Regions from separate parts of the Capsicum annuum genome. Here region 2 is linked to region 1. Evidence: chromatin contacts called from public Hi-C data. All regions are on one chromosome and are shown on one strand. Each heading gives the region's core, a stretch centred on a gene start, on an enhancer-like site or on the middle of the called end of the contact. The rest is flanking DNA. Distances are from core to core; before and after follow the strand shown. Region 1 holds the start of LOC107839199 (origin of replication complex subunit 5). Region 2 holds the start of LOC107839205 (ubiquitin-conjugating enzyme E2-23 kDa).

The links. A called contact is a pair of places that touch in the nucleus more often than the background predicts.
Region 2: a contact with region 1 is called in a Hi-C map of leaf, with 2.6 times the contacts expected there. The contact joins the promoter of LOC107839205 here to the promoter of LOC107839199 in region 1. A contact is called at or near these places in 2 of 5 Hi-C or Micro-C datasets (leaf and placenta).

What each region holds. Positions count from the first base shown.
Region 1 is chr8:145,381,126-145,388,734 of UCD10Xv1.1, reverse strand. LOC107839199 (origin of replication complex subunit 5) reads left to right here and starts at 3,518. Exons shown (of 5, transcript XM_016682593.2): 1 at 3,518-3,741; 2 at 3,821-4,661; 3 at 4,753-5,169; 4 at 5,786-6,101; 5 at 6,204-6,598. The coding sequence starts at 3,826. The coding sequence ends at 6,257. It overlaps LOC107839200 (ATG8-interacting protein 1), which reads left to right. Exons shown (of 4, transcript XM_016682594.2): 3 at 1,450-1,574; 4 at 1,656-2,014. The coding sequence ends at 1,554.
Region 2 is chr8:145,601,381-145,608,989 of UCD10Xv1.1, reverse strand. LOC107839205 (ubiquitin-conjugating enzyme E2-23 kDa) reads left to right here and starts at 2,911. Exons shown (of 6, transcript XM_016682600.2): 1 at 2,911-3,124; 2 at 3,278-3,357; 3 at 4,151-4,265; 4 at 4,358-4,410; 5 at 4,514-4,642; 6 at 6,471-6,785. The coding sequence starts at 3,081. The coding sequence ends at 6,601.

The sequences.
Region 1 (7,609 bases), core at 2,269-4,768:
GTATGGAAAGAAAGAAATCAAAGGTGTTTTGAAGGCAAACAGAACAATTTACAGAATTTTAAAATGAATTGTTTAGCTCTTTATCATTTTTGGTGTGAACAAGAAGTGTTAGGACAAACAAAAGATATTTTTGATGTTCTAGATTATTTGTAACAAAAAGTACAAATAGGAATCAAATAGTGTTTGTAATACTTTTGGGGGACTGCACAGTTTTGATGTAGTTCACCTGTCGATATATAGATAAAAAGTTATCTTTCTCAAAAAAAAAAAGGATTAGAGTAGATCATTCGCAATCTCCAATTACAGTTAGCGCCTCAATCTGTAGATATAACTTGCTTTGACCAATTCCTTTTTGTTTTTTGTTCTAACGATGAATGACTGAACTTTTAAATCACGTTAGAAGAAGGTTTTCATTTTTTATTTTTTTTGTGTACTGATGTTTGAAATGGGAATGCTGCTAAGCCTCAAGAAGTGCAACATTTATCTCAAGAAACAACTTCCCTCTATGAACTCTGTAGGTTCTAAATATCTCTGCAAAAATGAGCCACTGATCAAGGAGAAGATGCAGGATTATTGCCATGGTTTCTGTTTCTCTTTGCATGATATTTATGACCTTTAATTGATAAATCTAGAAGCTTTGCAAAAGCAAAGATTCAAAATAGCAACCAGGGGTGTGGCCTATCAGTCAATGAAATAAAGTGGGTGAAAATTATGGAAGACCAAGGTTCAAATCCCAGCAAAGACTAAATGTGAGGTGATTCCTTCTTATTTGCCTAAGCCTTGATAAAGTAAGCTACCTGGTATCTGTGCTATTGGGAGGTAGTTGCCCGGTAGGTGCGATGCACTAGCTAGCCTGGTTAACACCGTTGTTGAAAATAACCCAGCAGTGATTCATAATAGGTCACTGGGATTTGACCTTGGCCATGGAAGCTGTTGTGGAAATCTCAAGCACCTCTGTTAATGTAGCTTGTTTTGTTAATGTAGCTTGTTTTGGTTGGATTGCAGCTAAGAATGCGTGGTTAATAGATGGTTTTCTGGAATCTGTAGGGCATTTGATTTCGTATTGAAGTGCAAAGGAGTAAACACTTGCTGTAGGTTGTAAATTTTCTTCAAGATCTCGATTGTTGGTTCTGGGGAGATAAAAGCTTGTACTTGTTTTTCTTCCTGTTGGTCTAGTCAATAGCTTTTATAATTAGATGGTACAAGAGACTGCAATCAACACAAACAGTTAAAGTGATCAAAACTCAGGATTTCCTGTATTACAAATCTTTCACTTTTTTGTGGTATTGAAGAACGTTAAACCCTGGAAATCATCCACATATACATTGTTAGTTCTGCTTATGTTTCTTGTCGTCAGTTCCATCATCTTGGTTCTCAGAAATGTCACCCTGACTCCTATATTTTACTGTTGCATTATTGGTTCACTGATCTGTATGTCAATGTTGACAGAGGATTAGCTGGTTGTTTGGTCCTTTATCTCGATTGAAAGATGTGATTGTTGGGGGTGATCTCCGTGGTACCTTCATCCGGGGGAGTACCGCAGCTCAACTTTAAGATGATGATGACGAAAATGAGTGAGTGAGCCAAAGTCTTGTTTTCTTGATAAGCTAGCTAGCTATGCTTTTCAATGTGCCTTATTTACTAACTTTTGACAGGGTCTAATGCGAATATCTTGTGTTCCTGTGATGGGGTTGTATAAGCACGCACCAGGGAGTCTTTGATTGTCGGTTTAAATTTGGGTGGTTGCAGCTGCCCCGTTTGATGTTGATTCTCATGCTTTGCACTAGAATCTAGCTACGTTCTGAAAAATAGCGCCTGAAACTTTATTATCTTATGCAGTTGTTCTCAAAAGGTTTATCTGCTGTCTGTTTTTTTTTCTCTTTTGGGATTTCAGAAAAATGCACTGTATAATTTTCAAAACCTAATTTTGAGCAGGTCTAGAATTGCTCGTTGTCTTGTACATATCTTGTGTCAGATGGATTGCTGAATTTTACCGATACATTTTTCACTGAAATTTTGGCTTGTGTTATTGAATACGAGTAATTCTTTTAAGTTTGTTAACAGAAGAAAAAAAAAAAAAAAACTAATTTTTTTTTCAGTTTTACACTATTACTAGGACTCACAATCCATTGCAGTAAACTTTCAGTAGGAGAAGCGGTTTTCTAACCCTGAACAAATCGTTCCAGATTTATATTATTTTTATAAAAGATTTTTATTCTTACCTTTCATTTTTAAACGGAAGAGATCTAAAAAGTTTCTTTTTTTCCATTCAAATTATTAGAGGATAAAGCATTCATAATGCAAATAGTACAGAGATTGACAAAAATATACTTAATGGAGAGATTTTATAACTTAGATATAAATAAGATTAAAGTAGTAATAAATCCCTCCTAATTAATATTTTTTAAGGGTTGTGTAAAGCAAACAACACAACTACTAATACGAGTTGGAGTAACAAATATTATAGCATGCACAATCTTATTTTCCTCTCAAAGGTGCTTGTTTTTTAAAAAAATAAGTTGTTTGATCAAATTTTTAAAAATAATAAGTATTTCTGGGGAGTAGAAAAAATAGTTTTTCATAAGTTAAAAGAAATAGTTTTTTCATAAAATCAACTTTTTTTGAAAAGCACTCTTAGAAAAATACACTTAAAAATATTTGAAAAGTTTAATCAATCACTAATTGTCGCTCAAAAGTTTATTTAAAATTTATTGATAAAAAAAAAACTGCTTCTCATCAAAAATGTTTTTTTGAAAAGCATTTCTAAATGGGCATTTTCTAAAATAAGTTGATTTAGAAGTCTAGCTAAACAAGCAATTACTATTTGTTTTAAGCGACGTGTTAAGTCAAATATGAGCCGAAAAAATGAAATAAAAACATAAAGGGATTAAATATAATTTAAGGAAAAGGTTAAAAATAACACTTCACCCTAAAATAATTCCATCATAGTAGTCATCCAAAACTAATTACCTGCAATTAACCACTAAATTAAAACTTACTTTTAGCCATTTCGCAGTAGGCTTCGTCTCCTTCTCCATTTCTTTTTTTTTTTTTTCAAATAAGTCTTTTTTTGGTTCCATTTTTTTTTTTAAAGATTGTCCATTTTCTTATGAAAAAGGAATTCAGCTTTTCTATCTTTGATTTTACTACTATATTTTTTAACAATAAAAATGCATCAAAGTAGTATAAATGTTGTATCAATTTGGTATAAGAACTGTATATGCATGTGTAGGTTCTCTTTCTTTTGTATTAATGTGTTATAAATGTCATATCAATCTGGTATAGAAAACGAGTAAGCATGCATAGATTTTATCTCTTTTTAAAAAAAAATAGTATATATTAATATGATATAAGCATTATATCAATTTAATATAAAAATTATATAGACAGAAAATAGCTAAAATAGCCAATAGCTATTAGATGATATTAATTTGATCAATAACTGTGATGTGGAAAATTAATCAAATACTGACCATTTATTTTCAAAATTGTAATAAAATACATTTAACTATCCATTCGGTTCTTCGGCTCTATTTGAGTCGCACCTTTCATATTGGCGGGAAAATTAGCTGTCATAAACCTAGGGTTGATTAAACACCCTTTCGACTCCATTTTTTTCTTCACCGTCCACCACAAAACTCCGGTAGAGTCCGTTCCTCCGACCACCGCCAAACACCACAAGATCCGTCCTCATCTCTCTCTTTCTCTTTTCACTATTTTTTTCCTTTTAATAACTGCAGTGTAAGCATCAGCTTTCGTGCAGCTCGACTAATACTAACTCTGTAATTGAATGCTTATACTGATATTTTGAATTTTGTAGAAAAAATGGGTGATGAAGGAAATGCACAAACTCCGAGAAGAACAACTAGAGCATCATTATCTAGCACACCAAATCCATCTAATTCTACAGGGAAGTTGAATTTATGTAATCAACAACCTTTGACAATAGACGATCTCGCTTACGGAGACGAATCGATTAGTTTTGATGATTTGATTTCTAGTTTACCAGGTAGACGTGCTCAAATAATTGAATTGTTACGCATTTTGGGTCCATTGGATTCTCCAATGTTTCCTGTTTTCGTATACGGAGGTGCTTCCACTGGGAAAACAAGTTCCATTCTTCAGATATTCAAGCACCTTAAACGTCCGTTTGTTTATTGTAGTTGTGTAACGTGTTATAGTCCGAGGATACTGTTTGAGTCTGTGTTGAATCAGTTGTTGCTTCATAGAAGGAATGAAAGCAATCGGTATTTGAGTGTGAAACGTTGTGAGAAGCCCTCCGATTTTGTTAATCTTTTGCAGGAGGCACTTCGTAATGTGGTTGATAGTTTGAAGGGGAATGTGGTGAAATCTAGCTCGAAGAAATCGATGGGGAGGGCTAGGGGGGAAATGGTTTACTTGGTATTTGATAATTTGGAGCTTGTTCGTGAATGGGATAAGGGTTCCAACATATTGAGTTTTATGTTTAAACTGTATGATATTCTGAAAATGCCGGAAGTGGGTTTGATTTTTCTCAGCAATGCGTCACCTGATACGTATTACTTGGACACTGGTTATGTAGAGCCTGTGCCTGTTTACTTTCCTGATTACACTGAGGATGAACTTCGTCAAATCTTGATGAAAAACCAGGAAAACCCAAAGCTATATTCCTCATTTCTCGAGTAAGTTTGAGTTTTCAATTTGATTTTCATCACTTTGGTGGCGTTATTAGAAATTCAAGTGGTAACATGTATTCTGACTTCTTTGATACAGAGTGGTGCTGAGGCCATTTTGTCGAGTTACTAGACGAGTTGATGAATTATCGACTGCATTCTCACCATTATATCAGATATATTATGAACCTCTGGATGATTTAGGCATTGTTCCAAGTGGAGATGTGAAAAGAGAACTATTTTCTCATCTTCAGCCACATATTGGACCATCGCTGAATGACACATTCAGAGTTGAAAACAGGCTGTCTTCTGAAGCCTCAGCTAAGACGAACAAATGGAAAGGCATTGCCAAGAAAATGGGAGTTAGTGAATCTTCTGATGAGATAGACTTTCATATGTCTGCTTGTGCCAAGTACCTTCTTATTTGTGCTTTCCTTGCTTCAAAAAACCCAGCTACACTTGATGCATCCTTGTTTGATTCAACTGGAGGTTTCAGTAATGGAAAACGGAAGAGGAAGTAAGTAGTTCTGAATTCTGTTTTTCTTACAATGCTGTTAATTTTAGTTTCCTCTTTTGCTTGTATTGATGGCTTTCTTTGCATTGACATGATTGCTTTGGTCATAGCTTCATTTTCTTAAATTTAAGTACAGAACAAATATAGCAAGTCTTTGTTGCGTGACAAATTGGCATACTTGACATAGTTATACTGAAATAATCAGGGGTGATAAATTGGACTGAATCACTTAATCACAAGATGTCAAAATGAGAAATTACTTCCTTATCATCGAAGCAATTAGTAGAAACGTTTTCCTAATTTTATGAAGCTTTAAAGTCCTATTTGCTCATTATGAGAGTTCTTAAGGAAATTTAAGTTTTGAAGAAGGGGCTATGTTGTCTGCTGATTAGGTTTGTTAGTGGATCCTTATTGGCATTTGAAGCGTTGCTACTTCATATACATCACTAATGTCTCTTAAGGATTTGGATGGTACTGTTATTTTATCTGCCTGGTACTTGATGTGTTAAATCCTGTTTTTAAGTGCTTCACATTTATCTGATGCAAATCATATTTTAGTTGTCTTCGATTATCTTACTTCATTATCCGACATGCCTAAAGATATGATCTCTGTTTTTAGGAGCTCGGAGAAGTCAAAAGAGAAAAAGGAAACTGCAGAACAAGACTTGCTCTTGAAGGGACCAGGAACGTTTCCCCTGGAAAGATTATTAGCCATATTTCAGTGTATTGTATCTGTGTCAGAATGCTTACCTGATGATGAAGCACAAGGAGATGGTGGATTGGAAGGAGAGAGTTGGACTAATGGACTATTGTCTCATGTTCTTTTGGAATTATCAAGTCTGTGTAATGCTAATTTTATCAGTAAAGGTGGAAGTTGCCCCTTGGAAGGCGCTAATCGGTACCGATCTATGGTATCCGAAGCTATGGCTCTTAAGGTAACCTTTCAGAATCTGTTTCCATAATTGTTTAATGTAAAAAAATGGCCAAATCTGTTGTCACTTTTCATCATGGCTCACTTTGTCTCTCTCACTCTGCAGGTTGCAAGGAGCCTAAAATTTCCTCTGTCAAAGTATTTATATAGAGGAGGATGATATAGAAGATGTCCGTTCATGTTAAAATGATTTTGCATGTCAATCAAGAGCTATATGTGAACATGATGCAAGTCAACAATGTGACATCACCTAAACAACCCGTTGGCATGGTGAATGCACGGTTAAGATTCTTGTTATATGTATCACTCATTGTTGTATACTCGACGGCAAGAGACTTAAGTGTAAGTTGGTTTCAGTGTACTCCACGAAGAACAATAAAAATAGTGTCATCTAGCGAAATATTGACTAACATGGATCATACGACTATACCCAAGTGATTAATTGCTTTTTATGATTTTTCCTGTTTTGAGAGTCTAAGCTAGTCCATTACTTTGCAGCCATTAAGTGATTCAAATTCGATTCCTAAACATGGTCAGTCACATCTGCTTTAATTGGTGCTATAGATTCATGAAGCATATATATATATTTTGCTGAAAGGTACTTTTATTCTATTTGAATATTTCTATAGAGGAATAGTTGAGGTGTACGCAACTCACTACACTACTCTGTTGGTATCAAGTCAGGTGCAAGGAGGTTACTCTCTATGTTCAATGTGAAATCTCTTATATAATGCTCTTTTGATCTTGGAATATAAGATATCTCTTATGCTTCTTCTCTATGGACTTAAAAAGGGGTCCTCAGGAAAGGGGACGGTTCCATGGGACTCGATATTATTCAATATTTTCTTTTACATATGCTCCCTCTTTTGATGTCGAGGACAATTTGTGGTCTCTTAAGAAGCTGTAAGTTTACGAGAAAAACACAATAGAACTAGAATGCGATCATGCTGCAAAATGTAACTGCCTCCTAATCTTGAACGAATGCAATATATAGGTCTTTTGAGTGACAAGAAAACTCAAATGACTCAGATCAAGGACCCTTTTTTTTTAATCCCTTTGTAATTCTTTAAATCAAAATCCATAGGTAGTTTGTCTAATAAGTTGAATTTTGTTAAATACCTGCATTTGAGACCTAAATAAGAGGGATACATTTTAAAGATGGATGTCTCATTGTCCATGAGGTTCATTAACCTGCCTATAGGTGGCTTGGACTTGAGATGAACCAAGCCAAGATGGATTAATCAATGAGTGATAGCTTAATTCCCTCAGCTCTTACCAAGTTCTAATTTCTTTTGTTTTCTTATAATTTGTTTAATTTATTGAATACAACTTTTTCTTTCTTTATTATGACTAATAAACATATCAAACAGAAAAGGTAGTAGCAATATTTTTAAGATTTTACATGGTTATTTGACTACATATTTACCCCAGATCCTAAGTGAAGATGAGTTAGAATTAAATATGAGTGGGTCATTAACCTGTACAAATTTAAAGGGGTTGGCGGGTCATGTT
Region 2 (7,609 bases), core at 1,662-4,161, 220 kb before region 1:
ATAGGAACAGAGAAAGGGAAACTTTGGTTCACTTTAAATAGGTGACAAATGAAAGTTCTCCTACTCCGTTAAACAAAAAAAAAAAATAAACTATAGCTTATATAATTCTTAAATAAAATTTAGTCCACTCAACGTAATGGTTGCCACATACCTTTTCCTAATTTATGAAAGGAATCCCTACATGTCGACATTTCACAAAATAAAAAATAATACAAGTAGTGAAGGTTTACCCTTTTGATTCATTGAGCAAAAACAAATTTTTGTTTTATTTGCTTTTATAGGTCAAGTACCATGGACTCTTACACAGAGATACAACTCACTCGTTTCAAAACCAATGACACTATTTCATTTTATTAATCTACTTGCGAAAATAGTAACATTTTAAAATATTTTTAAACAATTTAAGTTGAACTTTTCATTTTATAACTATTGAAATATTATGATATATCTTTTTTTTTCCTCAAAAGTAATTCTTTATTTGAATTCTATCAAATTGCATCATATAAGTTAAAACATATGGAGTAGTGTTTTTTACTAGACAGTTTTGAATTATTTTCTTACCTCTCAATTATGAGAAGAGTTAGCTTTTCAGTACTTATTAAGTTCCTTTCGTTTCAAAGATATCAATTATGTATTCATTGACTTATTCTATAAAACTATTAACTTTGTTTATTCCCATTTAGATTTATCGTATCATTATAACTCGTTACAAATAGGTTTACTTTTAAAAAAAATAGAAACTAAATTTATTTACATCTCTAGTATAATATGATTCGGATCTCTTATAAGTTGTAACGGCTCAATGTTATTTTATAATTTTCAGAACTGAACAATGTTTCAAACTTTTTTTTTTATATACTTTTAAAATAAAATATGCCTTTTAACAATAATACCACGGACCATAACTTTTGCACCAAATTTAGAAGTTATATTGTAGAGCTAATATAAATGACATTATAATTTGTTCACTTCTAATTTGATGGTCAATAAGATAGTGATTGTCTAATTTCATTTTGCTTTTTTCCAAAAAATCCATCTCCTAAATTTTCTAAAACACTTTAATAATGGAATAAAGTCTTGTTGGGGATTTAGTTATCAAGATTCTTGTAAGAGTAGAAAAAAGATTATGAGAATTAAAATAATATATGGGAGGCAAATGTGGATAGGATTGGGAGATGGTAGGTGACAAAAGCAGATGGATAAAGAATCTTGAAAGTTGCAGAAATCTTAATTATCATTAAAAAAATGTAAGTAATGAAATTAGTTTCTTATCAATTTATGTGATGTCAATTTTTTTATCCATCTTAAAAAAATGTAGCTTTTGCTTATTTTATTTTACAATTATTAAAATAGTACCCCTCCGTCCCAAATTACGTATCATTATTTTCTTTTTAGTTCGTCTCAAAATAAGTGTCACCTTTCCTTATTAAGCAACTTTTTAAAAATACAGTTATCCTTTTAACCTAATTGATCCCACTTAATTAAAAAAAAGATATTGACACATTTTTTGATAAAGGATAATTTAGTAAACTTTATCAAGTCTTTCCTTTTTTCTTAAACTCCGTGCTCGGTTAAATGACGACACATAAATGAGACGGAGGGAGTATCATTTTTTCATGTTAATTTTATTGAGTCTCATTTAATATTTTATTACAAAAAAAAATTAAAGTAAAGTAAATACGCTCTCTATTTTTAAATAAATGATATTTTAAACTTTAATATGTTAATTAAGAAATTACTTACTCCGAAAAAAATAAAGAGTAATTTTATAAACTTACTCATAATAAATAGGGATAATACCCATGAAAATATCTGAATTTTGATCGGATTTTTAGTTGAGCATACTGAAATTTTGCGGGGGTCCTATTACCCCTAGACTTTTTTTTTTCGTATTTTAATTTTATCAATCTGTCCACTTAGACACATGTAAATATGAGGTGGCGCGTGTATTACACACGCCAGCGTCAAATCTGGTTATAGAGTTTTGGAGGGGGAGGGATTAAATCCATTTTAAAAAGTCTAAGGGGTAATAGGACTCCCGCAAAGTTCAGTATGCTCAATTGAAAATTCGGTTAAAGTTCAGGTATTTTCATGAGTTTATCCCTAATAAATATTTTGAAGATGATGTAACTTTTTAAAAGTTTTTTTATTATATAAGTAAAATTATTTATATTTAAAGAGTATCCTTAATGTATTCATAATTATCTATAACATTACTTATTTAGAAACGAAAGAACTATTATATTGACCTTAATTTCTTCTCATTTTTTACTTTTGATATCCGATTAAATATCGTTTCATTCTATAAAATTATTTATATTAAAAAATATCCTTAACATATTCATAATTATCTATAACATTACTTATTTAGAAACGAAAGAGTTATTACGTTGACCTTAATAAGGACAGTTTGATAATAAAACCTCTTCTCATTTCTTTCTCTAGATATTCGATTAAATAACATTCTATTATACAAATTATTTATATTTAAAGAATATCCTTAATATATTCATGATTATCTATAACACAACTTATTTAAAAACAAATAATTATTACGTTGACCTTAATAAAGACAATTCAATAAATTAATAAAATCTTTTCTTACATTTTACCCTAAGTATCCTATTAAATAGCATCATATAAATCGAGACAAGTACCAAATAGGGTCACATAAATCAGTAAAAAGTACTTTCTCCGTCTCAAATTACTCGTTGATACATTGATTATGAAAAATTATTAATAATATAACTAGTTTATCATAATATTTTTATTAAATGATATTTATATTTTAATTTGAAGAAAAAATAATTAATGCAAAGAGTAAAATATAAAAAAAAAATTATCTTTTCTTTGATTAATGAAAAAAAATAATAAAATTTAATTAAAAAATTTGGGACAACAATTTAAGACTGAGGGAGGGAGTATTATTGTAAGAACAAATCACATTATAATTATTATCTCTACTTGCTAATTCTCTCTGTGTCTGAACCTTTTAAGTAGTAGTTGTCCAAAGAACTCTTCTTTGCTTCCTCTCTCTTCTAAGTTCTATCCCTCTCCAGAAGAAAAGCAAGCAAGCAACCATGTCTTCTCCAAGCAAGCGCCGGGAAATGGACCTCATGAAACTGTGAATCTTTATTCATTTCTTGTTTAAAATATTCAATCTTTTGTTGTTGTTGTTGTTGTTGTTAAGTTTTGAGTTTCTATTTGTTTGATTTCTTTTTTTTTTTTTTTGGTTTTCTTTTAATTTTCTATTTGTTTTTTTGCTTGTCTGAATTAGAATGATGAGTGATTACAAGGTGGAGATGATTAATGATGGCATGCAAGAGTTTTATGTGCATTTCCATGGACCTACTGAAAGTAATCTTCTTCATCCTTCTCTTAATCATCTTCCTTTTTTTTTCTTTTTTTTTTTGTCTTTATGTTTTAGCTTTCTGAGCTTTTTCCTTAAGAGGGTATTTGTTGCTTCTGATTCTTGATTGAATTCATTTGAGTTATTTATGGTTGCTTTATCCTCTGATGATGTTTTCTTTCGGTGGGGTTATGGTTTATGATCAAAGTTCATCAAGGGGGTAAGAGGGAAAAAGTGGAAACTAACTTGGATATTTTTAATCTTTTGCTTCTGTTTGCCCTCTATTTGTAAAGTTTCTGCCATGTGATTAAGAGGTGTGGATACAATCTCTTGCAGAAATGCAGGAAATGAAACAGTCTCTCGTAGAAATGCAGGGTATGACCGTGCATGATAGATCCTTGCAGTTCGGCCCTTCCTTGAACCCTCTGTGCATAGCAGGAGCTTAGTGCACTAGGCTGCCTCCCCCCCTTTTTTTTCCCTTCTGTTTGCCCTCTATTTGTGAAAGTGAGTTAGGAATTTATTGTTACAATTTGTTAGTAGCTACTAAAATTCACTTTTTAGGCTTCTTGGGTAATTCTGGAATTTCTTGGGTTCTTACAATAGAATAGATAAAGGAGTCATCTTTTGGCTCTCTAGTTGGTAGTTTTGCTTGCATCTGTTGATTATCTCTTCACCGATGAATCTTGAAGTTATATCTTGCTTTAAGTGGAGTTCGATTTGATGTTCTTTTTGAAAGAAATTGTTTTCTTTGAGGTGTGCAGTTTTCTTCAGCTTCTGCTCATACTTATGTGATTCCCGCAGGCCCATATCATGGCGGTGTGTGGAAAATAAGGGTGGAACTTCCTGATGCTTATCCATATAAATCTCCATCCATTGGTTTTATTAATAAAATCTACCACCCAAATGTTGACGAGATGTAAGAGCTGATACCGCTATAATTCTAGGATATTTCATCATTCGCATTTTCTTTACTGAAGGTCTAAAATTTCTTGAATTATCATTTTTCAGGTCTGGCTCAGTTTGTTTAGATGTTATCAATCAGACTTGGAGTCCCATGTTTGGTAATCAGAAATTGCAGTACCTAGCCTCTGGTTGTTGTTGTTGTTATATACTTTTCTATAGCATCATTATGAATAACTTGTCTGTGTACTAACAACCTTGCAGATCTGGTAAATGTGTTTGAAGTGTTTCTTCCACAACTTCTCTTGTATCCAAACCCATCAGACCCATTGAATGGAGAGGCTGCTGCCCTTATGATGCGTGACCGGGCTGCATATGATCTAAGAGTCAAAGGTATTGATACATTCTATTGCCTTTATCTAACTTAAATCAATTGCTGGTCCAAGGTATTTAGTATTTACCATTACTATTCTGTCATAGACTAATGTATTCTATATTTAAATTATGTTTACCTTTTCATGTTTCGTGCAAGTTCTGATGAGATATTCTCATTCTTTAGAAACTTATACGTTTTAAGCTGTTAAAAGTCGCTTGATATTCAAATTGAAGTTTAAGTTAGTTGAAAATACCTTAAAACTGATCAGTGATACTCGTTTGCTCTGGAAGGATGTTAATTCCAGGAACGTGGATGGCCCATTAAAAGGGCGAGCCTTTTAGTTAGATGTATTGCTCGGATCCTTCAAAATTGTTGCTGCACTGTGTTGATTCAACACGATTTGGATGTGGGTGTGGGTTCCACACCGGATTTGGTCAACCTAAGTGGTCTAATTACACCTATCTCCTATGGCCAAGAAGTATAAGTTTATTGGTAGTTGGTTTGATATTTTGTTTATGTCACACACATATTCACATAAAAGTACTAGATCTCTTTGCTATTATATGAGATAACTTATGTACAGAAGTAATGTTCAACCTGATTAGGCCTCCCATCTTCTCACACTAAGGTCTGCTTTGTGTGTCATTTGAGAGAAACAAGGAAAGCATTGTGACGAAATGTTAACATAATTAAGTTGCAAACATTTAATAAAGAAAACAATCTCCCACTGCTTTATTGGAAAAAAGAAAAGAAAGAAACCGGTCTCTCAGCGATAATAAAAGGAGAGAAGAAACTCATCCCTCACTTAATTTCAAGTATTAAGATGAAGCAATTGAAGGTCATATGATTAGTGTGCAGCATAAGCTCTGTATTGCACAAGTGTCTAGATGCTCTTCTTCTTTTATTTTCTGGGTTTTGAAAATGGAGAAGACGGCGGATATGGTTGTGCAACTTCCTAAACCAAAGTGCTTTGACTTGTATTGTTATTCGAAATGTTTATTTTCCATTCTTTTACTGATTTCTGACTGGTTTAAGAGTTTGTGGGGTGGTGGATGCGTCTTGATGTATCTGCACATCTTGTTAAGGCTATTCATGGAGCATGATGAGATTCTCAGAAGTTGCACGGTTTAACACATTTGCTGTTTTAATAATGCCTTGAGTGGAGGGAAAGCTATTCTTTTGAGCCTTTGTTTAATAATGTTGATGGTATTGGTTTGCGCCATGCCACAACGCTTCAAGTTTCTTACTGGTGAATGTCTCCAACTTAACCACTAACATGTGCTTTTCCCGTCTCCTTATACTTGATTGACTTCATAATTCATTAGCCCGGACTTCTACCTAGTAATGATGGAAGTCATGGCTCATAATATAATGCTACAGCTTCCACACAACTTTGCTTTCAAAAGTGAAGTGCGTGAGAATGAGATGCTCCTTTAGCGAAAAAATCCTCCCCTGTCCTGAATATTGTATTCATTCCTTGAGAGAACGGGAGGAGACAACACCCTTTAGCCAGAATGATGGTACTTGAAGCTGCTATTATCACTGGTCATTCTCCTTTGAGAGGATTAGCGAAATAGATGTTTCTTGACAAGTAGATTAGCTGAATAGATGTTTGCCACCATCCTGATCCAAAAGTAGATAGCAAGTATAGTCGAGTTTTGTTCTCTAATGATGCAGGAATACGTGCAAGTTTATTACTTTATTGACTCGTGTTCCACAAGCAAAAATGGTGATTGAATTTGCTAGGAGGTTGAACCATTACATTAAATTGATCACTTTTATGCATTTTCCCAATAGTTCAGCATATCTTATTTAACGCGGTGATTACGCGTGTTGTTATCTTAGAATATTGTCAGAAATATGCCAAACCTGAAGATGTTGGAGCTGTCCCTGAGGAAAAGTCAAGTGATGAGGAGTTAAGCGATGCCGGATATGATTCAGCTGACGATGCAGTTGCAGGCCCTGTTGATCCATGACGGATCCCCGTGCTGATTATCTTCATCGACTTTCTGTATCTGTAAATGATGTTGTTCTTAGTCCTGTTTAAATTAAGTTGAACTACAAAGTTCCAAGACTATTCATTGGGGAAAGATGCAAAACAAAGGGGAGTTCCCCCTTGTTTATTAGGTTCAGCTTCAATGTAAATAATTTCACCCTTTAGTTCTCTGTGTTGTTGATATTGTTGAATTTGGGATCATTGTCGTCATTAGCTTTAGGATTAGCCAGCAGTATCTCACCTGTTGAAAGGTTGCCATAACTGCTCCAGCTCTCTCTCTATTACGTCTAAACAAGTTCTTCAGGTACTGCGATGGGACTGTTCGATCCACCTACTGGATTATCCGTCTTCCTAGTCCCGCAGTTTCCATTCCATGGTGCTGGTACGAGGGTAGTTGAGGATTTATAGTTAATTTCGTTGAGAAAGATTAAATTTCATATATTTAATTTGCCATATACTTATTTTCCTTAAAATCCAATTTGTATAGAGGAGGATGATAAACACAAAATGGAGAACATACAAGGAAAGTAGAGAATTCCTAAGGATCCACTTTTACACCTTAATAAACATTTTAAGAATGAAAATGCATCCAAGTGTGATTGACTGAAGCCTAAGGACTAAACATAATATTCATGAGGCCATTAAGAAAAATGAAAGAACGGATAAAAGCTTCTGGAATCCTCTAAACAGCAAACATGATATTCTATAATACAAGTACTACTAATAGTACATTTACTAGCTACTACAAATCTACAATTCGTTTGATTACAATTAGTTCTGAAAATTCATCCGTAATAGTCATAATAATAATCTCACATGCATTTCCTGATTAGATGACCGAAAAGGGTAGATAAGAATTTTCATGAGCTATTTTATAAAATATTAAAAATTTGGAAGTACTTAGCTTATTTAGAGATTTGATTTTCAAAATTTATCAAAAGCTGGATAAATTCTATGGTCAAACATATTGTACAAGAAAAATTCCCAA